Linked DNA regions of Zea mays: region 1 is linked to region 2. The links are chromatin contacts, called in public Hi-C maps. All regions are on one chromosome and are shown on one strand. Each heading gives the region's core, a stretch centred on a gene start, on an enhancer-like site or on the middle of the called end of the contact. The rest is flanking DNA. Distances are from core to core; before and after follow the strand shown. Region 1 has its middle 68 kb from the start of LOC111591156. Region 2 holds the start of LOC100279534.

Region 1 (5,327 bases), core at 2,157-4,656, 210 kb before region 2:
GGCCGACGAAAATACATGCAGGCCGCCAGCTATTTTCGTGGGCCACCGGGGCCGACGAAAATAAAGCTCCTATTTTCGTTGGCCACCGAGGCCGACGCAAATACCCAGCCGACGACCTATTTTCGTCGGCCTTGGGGAAGCCGACCAAAATAGGTCGTTTTCGTCGGTACCGACGGAAATAGTTGCCTATTTTCGTCGAACTTATTTTCGGCGGCTATTTTCGTCGGTTTACGCTTATTTTCGTGGGTTTTTGGCCCACGAAAATTTAGGCGTTTCCTGTAGTGTTCGGATATTTACTTAATTCAACTCAAATAACATATCCTAAAATTTAACATATGTATATGTGGATTTTTATTTGAGTACAAGTTTATAGATAGTCAAAACAAACTTAAATAAAAATAGATTTCTCATGATCCTCCATATCTAAGTCAATAAAACTATATAAATAATATTTTTAAACTATCGAATCATGTAACAAAAGGTAAACAACAACACGTGATATTTAGTAAGTGACATTTGTACAAATACAAGTAAACTAAAATTGATATAAAATAGTAAATGTACCAACAAAAACAACTTTTTCGTTCTAAAATGAATGAATGTCTTATATAAATGTGTGTACCAAAACTTTAATGAAAATATGAAGAAATTTATATATTTATTGTAAAGTGGAGAGTTATAGTTGAATGTTTATGGAACTTCATTGAGATGTGTTTACTATATAGATAAAGTGGAGAGTTGTAATTGAATGTTTATGAAACCTATTGAATTTTATTATTGAATATCACTAGAAATATATGATATATTTATTTATCATATAAATATTTTTAATATTTTAAATGATATATATCATTTTTCTAGTATATTATTAAACTTAAAAATCATTTTTAATTAGTAATTAGTGATAAAGTTAAGTTTAAAATGATTTTATGGAATATTTTTTTCACGAATACGGATAGCATCGGATGTTTCATGGTTTTTTCGAATACGAATATGAAATCGGATAGAGAAAAGTACTATAAGTCGAATTCGGATATATCCATTTGAAATCCATATTGAAATCGAATACGGATACGGATACCCATATTAGCAGTTCTAACGAATACGAATACAGATAATTCGAATTTCCAGACATCCATTTCCAGCCGTACTTGTTACTAGTAAGCCATCAAAATGACCGTTACTAGTAAATTCAAGTCATAAAAATGTCTGTTACTAATAATTTATCATTCATGCCATGGCAATATCTCCACCTTATCCTCTCACAATTTTCCTTGTATCAGATAAATGGGTCCACCCAAATATTCTAGCATGGTACCACGGCAACATCATTAGTATACAGAATAATTAGTTACAATTTTACTATATATAATGGCACATATTAGTAATATTACAAAATCAATACTGTTTAGTCAATATAATTCACACTATATTTGTATAACATTTCTATTACTTTGACCCCACATACGCAATTATAAGTGACTCGTCAGTGCATGACGAGACAGTGTATATATATATTCATCCGCAATAATCTTCGACAAAAAAAACCCAAACCAAACCATAGTTACGAGTTACGACATCATAATTATATATCCCGTTGGGACAGCGGTTGGAAGATCACAAGTGCGTGTCACCTCCACCAAACATACTCAAGGGAGATCATGGATATCTACGGTTTGGCGCCGCACATTCGCCTCCTTTTTCGTCTCTCTTTGGTCATCATCACACACATACGTGTAGAGAGGTCCATATAGTGCATTTGCACATCGATCGCACTGTTAAGTATGTTAGGTGTGTACGTACGTGTCTGGCATTTTGGCACGCACCATGCAAGTCTGATAACACACGTACTCCCTCTGTTTTTTTTATTTATCACATTTTAATTCAAAGATAAATTAACAGACAATAAATATTCGAGAACACAACAATAATCCACCGCACAATAACCGAGAAGGTAGCTGGCTAGTGAAACGGCGCTATCCAAATCTGACGCAAATAGGATATGATATCGACTTGACTGTAGGTGAGCAGTGTGAGCACGTGGATGAGTCCAAGGTATATATAATAGATATTTATAGGAGTACATTTGATTAATAGTTTTTAGCTTCTGGTCACCAAAATTGCTACGAACTATTAAACGATCTATTTTTTAGCTAGTTAATATAAAAATCAATTTGCAAAAATCATCTAAAATCAATATAAACACATGATTGATCAAATCATTGTAATAGTAGAAATTCATCACTTTCTATATCTTTAACTCAACGAATACTTTTATCTTTCTTCACACGGTACTTAGATTCTCTCCAAAGCTAGATTTTTCTTAGCTAAATTCTCAGAAAAAAACTGCTCATAAAAAAGTGAACCAAACGTGTTCGTAATATCATCTACGCAGTGCACACAAACAGGGGATGATCTGGACTAGACTAGTAGTGGTACTCGTACATGCATGGATGGTCGTTGTACTCGTTCCTAGCTACGGAAAGCACGAGATACGATCTCAGGCAGACGAAGCAGCGAATGACGACCGTGGCGGCCGACTAGACGATCAAGACGGGGGCTCTCGTGGGATGAAAATCAAGCCACTAATGGGCGAACCATCCTCTGCACCTGAGCTCATGGTGGCTTATCGCCCAACAGTTGTTTGTTCCGCTTATATTAGGATTAGTTTGGAAAGTTAAATCTTCCTTGTGATTGAAGAAAATTGAAGAGAAAATTGGTTCATTTCCACCTCAATTTCCTCCAATCTCGAAGAAGATTTAAGGTTCTCAAACTAGCATTTAGGCTTAAAATGCATCACGGTGACTATGGAGTCCGAGCCCTTTCTCGGCGAATGAATGAAGTCCTTTGTCGGTGATGTCAGTCTGGACATTCGGGTTAGTCCGAATTTTTGGGCGGGCTTTTAAAAGTTCAGGCTTTCATAAACAATATCCGAATACATATCTATCTAAACTAAGCCTGAAAATTCAGCTACCCAGAATATTCGGGTTCTGGTATGAGTAGCCTGTTATACCCGATTCCAAACAATATGCAATATATTAGTTATTCAGATTTATAAACAGCATATAGTATATTACGACAGCAAATGACACAATATTTAATATAAACAGACAACAAGCCGGCTCAATAAAGCTACCAGCCAAGCACAGTGCACACGTCCACGGCCTGACAATCCACTAATTGATTCTCTAGTCTCCACACAAAGTCCCACACTCAAAGTCCAGCAACTCAGCAACACCATGGGCGCAAGGCAGGCATGCAACACATGCGTCCAGGCGAGCAGCAAAAAATCAACACAGCAGCCAGCACACTGCACGCGTACAAGCGGTATAGTCCTCCAGTCCACTCTACTGTCCACACGTCTAGGTCCAGCCAGTTCTAGCAGCACACTGCACACATACAGGGGTCTTCTCAGTTCTCTGTGTGGCGTCGTGGCCAACTGCCCAACTGCCCGGTGATTCAGGCCCGCTCGGGTCTGGGGTTGGGGCTTAGCGCATCGGATTCGGAGTTTGGTGGGTTGCTTTGGGTTTGATGGACCCGAAAAAAATTCTAGTTCTATGGGTAGTTCGGGTCTCACAGTCTGTTACTCGATTAAACCCAAATTAAAATCGGGTATTTAGTTTCGATACCCGCTGGAACCATTCGGGCATCGGGCTTCGGACCAAACGAGTATGAGCTTAAGTATTGCGAGTTTAGGGCTTCAGGCTCGGATTTTATGCCTAGGTTTAGATGGTATGCAAAGTTGTACCGCCTGCGGCTCTCAAGGTGTTCAGAGTATGTCTCGCCTCGGGTATATATGACTGGATCTTGTGTTTACCCGCACTTATCCGGCCTACACCGACCTCTGAGCCGTGTTGGTTCCCACATATACCGCAGCGTCTTTAGGTCTTCAATGACATGTGGATTGTCCTTGGGGAGTGGAGTAATCTCGTCCAGCGGGAGCTTGGTCATCGCAAAGTTTTGCATCAAAGTGGCATAGACCGATTGCCCCTGGAATTTGACCATCTGAATCTGGTCATGGACATCCCGCCCACTCTAGTGTCGGTCTTCTTGGATCCATCGTCTTCTCGTCGTGGAGCTATCTGCCCCTGAGGATGGCTGCTCGTCTCGTCTGGAGTCCGCTACGAACACGAACTCAGCCCCCGAGTATTTAGGGTCTGAGTCGTCGCAACTGTCTGAGTCGGTGCGAAGTCCGAGTTCAAACAATTGCTATGGTGGATACCGTGCCACCATGCAAATTGGATCTAATCGATCTGAAACTCCTGATGCCGAAGTCATCGTGGGCGTCAAGTGTTAACCTTAGGTTCCCAGGCATGTCGTTATGAAGTGGGGGCATGCCGAGGAAGATTTCCGAGATCATAGGGGCATCAGGCATTCAGGCGCATGCTAGCTTGGGATTCCCCAACATGGCACCGATGAACTTGAGGTTGCCGAAGATCTCCTATATATCCTGATGTGAGCTTATTGTTTCCATCAAATCTATAGTGACCAGCATGATCACCCCTACCAGACGCGCCAACTGTCGAGGAAATTTCCATAATGAATTTATAGGGTGGATCATGAGATTGAGAACTAAAGGTGAATGCACAAAACAAGAAGATATAAATAGGTTCGGACTCTCAATACGAGATTACCCTATGTCATGTGTGTTGCAGTATGTATTGCCTTTACAATATGATCAGATGATCTATCCTGGATGGGCGCTACCTTCTTATAGTCTAAAGAGGTGCAGTTGGTTAGAGAAAGCCTATCTAGAAGCTGCTAGATAAGGATGGAGATCAGTCTAAAACGACTACCTTCTAAAAGCAAAGGGGACTTATATTATCTTTATATGTGGACTCCCTTATAAATCAGGATATGTTGTTGTTTCAAAGATATCATCCCTATCATGAATCATCATCTTCCCTTGTTCATGTAGGTAGACCATGTTCTAACATGTGGGCTGAGTACCCTAGTGTTTGAGTCTGAGTTCCCTAGACAGAGTCTGAGTTCATCGAGTCCATAAGTTAGCATCCTCATTGTTGGAGTGTCTTAGGTACCCCTGGTATATATGCTTAATACCCGGTACAACTACACCAACACACGCAAGTGTCGATAGATATAATGGTGCATGCAAGCACCAATGGTTTGAGAGTGTCTAACCTCACTTTAGTCAACTAGGCATAACCTAGAGCAAGCGCTATTAAGCGGTCTAACTAACTTATGCACTTTGCGAAGCACTAATGCTGAAGGAATGGAGTGTTAACTCACACTATGTTTCTCATCACCCATAAATGAAAAAAAAATGCTAGATGGGGTGGTATTTATAGGCCCAAGCCCAAAAGAGC
Region 2 (5,350 bases), core at 2,033-4,532:
AAAATTAAACCTATGCATGAATAAGTGATATTAAAGAACATTATTGAGTAAAAAATGGTCAAGGGCACAACTTGCCTTCAATGAGCTCCTGCTCAGCTACTTCTATCTGCTGCTCACCAGGATCCTCAGTCACAGACTCTTCTACTCGCAACAATACAAACAAGCACAATATATAGAGAAAATTAACATCACACCAAACATGTAAACAAAATACATAATAATAATCTACACATTAAAATAAAATCCTAGGAACAGGAATCATAATTTTTGGAGTTATAGATTTTAAGATATGAATTTCCAAAGGTTTTATGTGCTTGAAATAGGATTAAATGAGGTATTAATTTTCTTACTGTTTTCATACCAAAACAAAGACTCTAGCTGACAGAAAATAATATTACAAAATTTTAGAAACTGGAATGGGGTAATTTGGACTAAAAATAAATTTTCTATGAATTTTATAAATTCTAGCACTTATTTATATATTAATAATCTATTTTCTATTTAGTTTCCCGAATTTCTTAATTTCCTGGACTGGGCCTCAAATTCAGAAAAGGGCAGGGACTCTGGCGCAAATAAATCCCAGACACATGCGACCCTGACATAGGACTGCGGGTTCAATCTAAAATAATAGGGGGTCTCTTTTGTAAGATTAGCGCCGCGAAAGGGTATTCTCTAGTATCGTCCGTAGGATCTAGATCTTGTGGCTCAAATTAGATTACCCACTCTGCGAACCGGTACACGATACCCGCCCTCGGATCCTCAATACACGGCCAGGATTTCATTACACAAATACAACTCGGACCCCTCGATCCCGATCAAACGGTCCAGCACACTTTCCACCCTATCAGCGCACGGGATCTAATCTAAGCCGTCCGAGGGGGCACCAACGGTCACGACCCATCTCCCTACCCCGACACTGTCAGGGCAGAGCCGCCGGAATCCCTGCGGCCGTGGAGCTCACCGGCGCACCCAAAGTAGGCGACCTAGACCTCTAAGTTCAAATCGGGCAAAGCTACGCGAAGGAGATGGAAAAATAGAGTTGTGAAGTGGTTAATCACCTCGGTACGACCAGTCGAGACCCCAGCCCACGGAGCAGTGTGATGGCGCGGCGGTGCTGCAATTCCGGTGAGGAATTACCATCAGCCGAGTGGTCCCTTCTTGTCGCGAAGACGACCGACAACCCCAGGAAGACGAAGCATAGCTCCCTGCCCCAGCCCAAGGAACACGACGCGGACGCCACCGCAAATTCACAGTGGCGGCGGAAAACCTCCGGTCCTAGGCGAGGCGCGTATGGCGGCGGTTTATAGGAAGGGAAAAACAAAGGGCGACGACGTACGCATCCATATATAGGCCGCGCGGAGGTTGCCCAAGATCATCAGGGAAGTCAGATTCTGTTATTCCCCCACGGCGCTCAAAAAAATCCGGGCGGCTTCTGGTTCCGGTCCGAGCGGCACATGTGGTGGGGAAGGAGGATCTGGTCAAGGGACCCCACCTGTCGGCGTGAAGTATCACCAAGGCGCATGCGTGTGACTGACAGCGCGGACCCCGCGATCCAGTGGCCCAAGGCGAGAGCAGCGAGCGCGTGTGTGAGGATAACGGCTGGGTTATCTGTCAGCGTATAAGGGGGACGCGGGTTATGGGCCGCGCGATCTAGGAAAGAAGGTGGACCGGAAGCAGAGAAATCGGCCCATGGAACAGTTTGGGGAGGGGTATTTCTCTTTTTTCTGCTTTCTTCTTTATTCCTAATTCATTTGAATTTAAATTTTGAATTCCACTTAAGTGCAAATTCAAGTTCACGTTAACTATGCAATTTAGTCACACCATCATGTGGTGAAGTTATTCAATTTTAATATTATTTTATATTGAATAACTTTACATTTTTATTCCCAAATTCTAAGATTTGAATTAGGTTTTAATCCTCAATTCACATCATTAATGTAACCTTATTAATATTTTCTTTATTATTAAATGCACAAACAATTAAACTCCAGCATGATGCACAATTTAATGACTTTTATTAATCCTTTGTTTTTAAATGAGGTGTTCACTTGTGATAGTAAGTAGATACAACACACACATATAGATAAAAGGAAAATAACTTTTCTCCTTTTATATTATATCTACAATTTGGGTATTACAAAGAAGTCCAGCTGGAGCAGCTCCAAACCGAGAGGCACCCACACTAGGCGTCAATCCGAGAAGGGCGAGGGAATGCGAGTGTCCTCCCAGCCCTGGATCCGCCGAAGCAACACAACACCACCACCAACTTCGTAGCATATGCCGACTGCTGCCACGCTACGGGCCTTGGTTGTTCAATATCTCAGACCTGGACTCCTAATCGCCAAGATAACCTAAGCGTGGCAGGCGCCACCATGTTCTCCTCGACGGCACGCACGGAGAAAGGCTAGGAGCATGACCAACTCGCGCCGTACCCACGTCGACGAGTGTTGGTCGGCCGGTTGTGACCGTGGGCGAGGGCAGCAGGTTGGGAGGAAGAACAGTGCGAAGGCCGGAAAGACAAACGAGACGTCCGACGACGGCGAAAACTATGGTGCATGCATGATGTGAAACGTCCTCGTGGACGTGCAATAGCCACTGCGAGAGTCAGTGTCGGACTGGTGTCAGACGGATACAGGGAGGAGGCGCATGCTCCTACGCCCTCTGCCGAGAATGGGGTGGCGCAGAGGTGGAGGCATGAGGGGAGAGAGAAAAGAAGTAGAATGGCGAAAGATGTGGTGGCAACTGAGACGAAAACCATCATTATCGTGCAGAGGTATAGATGGCCAAATGGCTCGTGTCTGACGAGCCAGACCTATGCACGACCCATTTAGTAGTGCCTGGGCCAACCCGACACAAGCGTCGTGCGGTGCTTGGGCCGTAGCCTCGGCCCGTAGTGCTGGCCCGGCCCGACACAATTATTTTTTATTTTACAAAAAATCATATATACATATGTATAATTTATATTCAATATTATAAACACCTGAGCATGATGTTATACTCGTTAGACATCCTACACCGTTTTTTAACATTTTACATTGAGTTAATTTTAAAGAAATGTAAGGATTTTTTTTTGTAAAAGATGATGTAGGACGACTGTTGAAACTAGTGTTTTAAGTACAGTAGAGATTTATAGAGCGAAAATGACTTTTTTTAACATTTATGCTGAGTTAATTTGAAAGAAATGTATGATTTTTTTGTAAAAAGATGATGCAAGACGTTGAAACTAGTGTTTTAAGTAGAGATTAAACCGTGTTTTTTTATTTTTTATTATCGACGGCCTAGCCTGAAGAACAGTAGAACTCAGACTCGAGCGCTCCAAAGCGAGCCACCGCCGATCTGCTCCTCCCTCTTGACCCTCCTCCGTGCGCTGCGCAGGCATGAGGCGCCTCCTCGGCGGCTCCCTCGTCCTTTGTATCGCCGCGGTGGTGGAGTCCAAGCCGCCTCTCGACTCTCTGGGCATACCACCGCAAGGTTCAACCGGATCTGTCCACGCCTGCACTGCTATCTTTCATCCCATATTTTTCTGTTGTCTTCTGTTGATGTGGTTCTTGATTCAACATTTCTCGGGGTTGCAGATGAGGCGTACTACATAGGCGGCGTGATCAAATGCAGGGACGGATCGGGCAGGTTTTCCAGGGACCAGCTCAACGACGACTTCTGCGACTGCCCCGACGGCACCGACGAGCCCGGTACTGCTCATTCTCCTTGCCTGAAAGGATTTCTCTATTCTGGGCTACTGTGGACGCGTTGCTAGTCTTAAATTGCGAGAGATTTAGGATCTGTCATTTAGATTTTTGTGTGTTGTGACATCACTATGTGTTTGTTTGTTATATAGCTGAATTATGACTCTTGCATGCAGGGACATCTGCATGCCCTGAGGCGAAATTCTACTGCAAGAATGCAGGCCACACTCCAGTCACGATCTTCTCGTCACGAGTGAATGACGGCATTTGTGGTAAGAGCCTAAGAGGGTCATAGTTATTGGCATTGTTGGGTTCATTGTTTACTTGTTTTGTTAAAAAATATGCATGTGCAAGGTACATACTGTGAAATTCATTGGAGCTCTTGATTCATGTATCGTAGCTCTTTTGCTGAATTTCCGCTAGGCGACTAATTCTCAGTATCTGTTCCTTCCCACCTTCTAGATTGCTGTGATGGGAGTGATGAATATGACAGCAATGTCACCTGTAAGAACACTTGCTGGGAGGCTGGAAAGGTGGCAAGGGAGAAATTGAAGAAGAAAATTGCTACATACGAAAATGGTGTTGTTATTCGGAAACAGGAAGTTGAAAGGGCAAAAGAGGCTTTTGCTAAAGATGAAGCAGATTTAGCAAAATTGAAGGGCGAAGAGAAAATGCTCCAAGGACTTGTTGATAAACTCAAAGGTTTGGCCTTTGTATCCATTGGTCTCGAGCCATCTGTCAAAGTGTGGTATATGGAACAAATGCATGGTTTCTGTAGCTTTGTTGTTGAAATGTCTTCCCATCTCTGTAGAGCAAAAGAAATTAATAGAGAATGCAGAGGAAGAAGAGCGTTTAAGAAAAGAGAAGGAAGAAAAGAGAACAAAAGAAGAAGATGAAAAGCAAGCTGCTGTTGAAAAGGGAGCGCTTGATGCCTCTCGGGATGTAGATTCTAAGGAAATTCATGATCATCTGCAAGAAGGTGAAAACAAGGTTGGCATTTCGTTCTATTTTATAGTTGCCTTCCTATTCACCTTTTCTTTTGCTGATTACTCTTAACTCAGTCTGAAAATTATATCTTCCTTCTCTGTGACATTAAATAATGGCCTTAAGTTGGGTGTTAGGCTGTTAGCATGCCAAGCATGTCTAACACAAATTTAGTGTGCTTATTATCAAACAACTGTATGCATTTGAGTATCAAATTATTTACATTAGTAATCAAGATCCGTACTTGGTTTAACTTCACAGTTACCTTATATATCATTTGTTATTCCACTTTGAAACAACATTTTAAAGTGTTACCTTATTTTGAAGCTCCCCATATTCTCTGGATATTGGTGTTCCATTATTCTTGTTTTGTATCTTGTGGAATCACATTTCACAAGGATGCTCCAATACTGTGAAACATAGAGATTACAACCATTGTGAACCATATAGGTTGTGTTTTGGTTGGCACCCTGGCCTGGGGGCCTGCACCTAGGCAGGTCGATCTTTTTTTCCTCGAAAAGTGCAGGAGAACTGCGGCCCATTATATTGTAGCAGAGGGAGAAAGGGCCAAAATAGGACCCTGGATACAAGACACTCCTTACGGAGGCCAGAAACATGCATACACAAAATAGTCCATAGGGACACTAAAAAACAACCCTTTGAAGATCTGCCCTAAGAAATAG

Evidence for each region. Hi-C and Micro-C count contacts between places; a contact is called where the count stands out from the background.
Region 1: a Hi-C map of tassel shows a contact between it and region 2, with 2.8 times the contacts expected there. The contact joins the enhancer-like site here to the promoter of LOC100279534 in region 2. A contact is called at or near these places in 2 of 25 Hi-C or Micro-C datasets (ear and tassel).

The regions. Positions count from the first base shown.
Region 1 is chr3:44,468,945-44,474,271 of Zm-B73-REFERENCE-NAM-5.0, reverse strand. No RefSeq gene overlaps it. Among protein-coding and RNA genes, the nearest start is that of LOC111591156, 68 kb to the left of the region's middle. Within about 2 kb of position 3,406, at least 16 of the 20 cell types and tissues checked have an H3K27ac peak or open chromatin away from gene starts, as enhancers often do. A contact at or near this core is called in ear and tassel, where this site is marked.
Region 2 is chr3:44,254,342-44,259,691 of Zm-B73-REFERENCE-NAM-5.0, reverse strand. LOC100279534 reads left to right here and starts at 3,282. Exons shown (of 16, transcript NM_001152532.1): 1 at 3,282-3,471; 2 at 3,576-3,689; 3 at 3,860-3,955; 4 at 4,146-4,385; 5 at 4,495-4,673. The coding sequence starts at 3,378.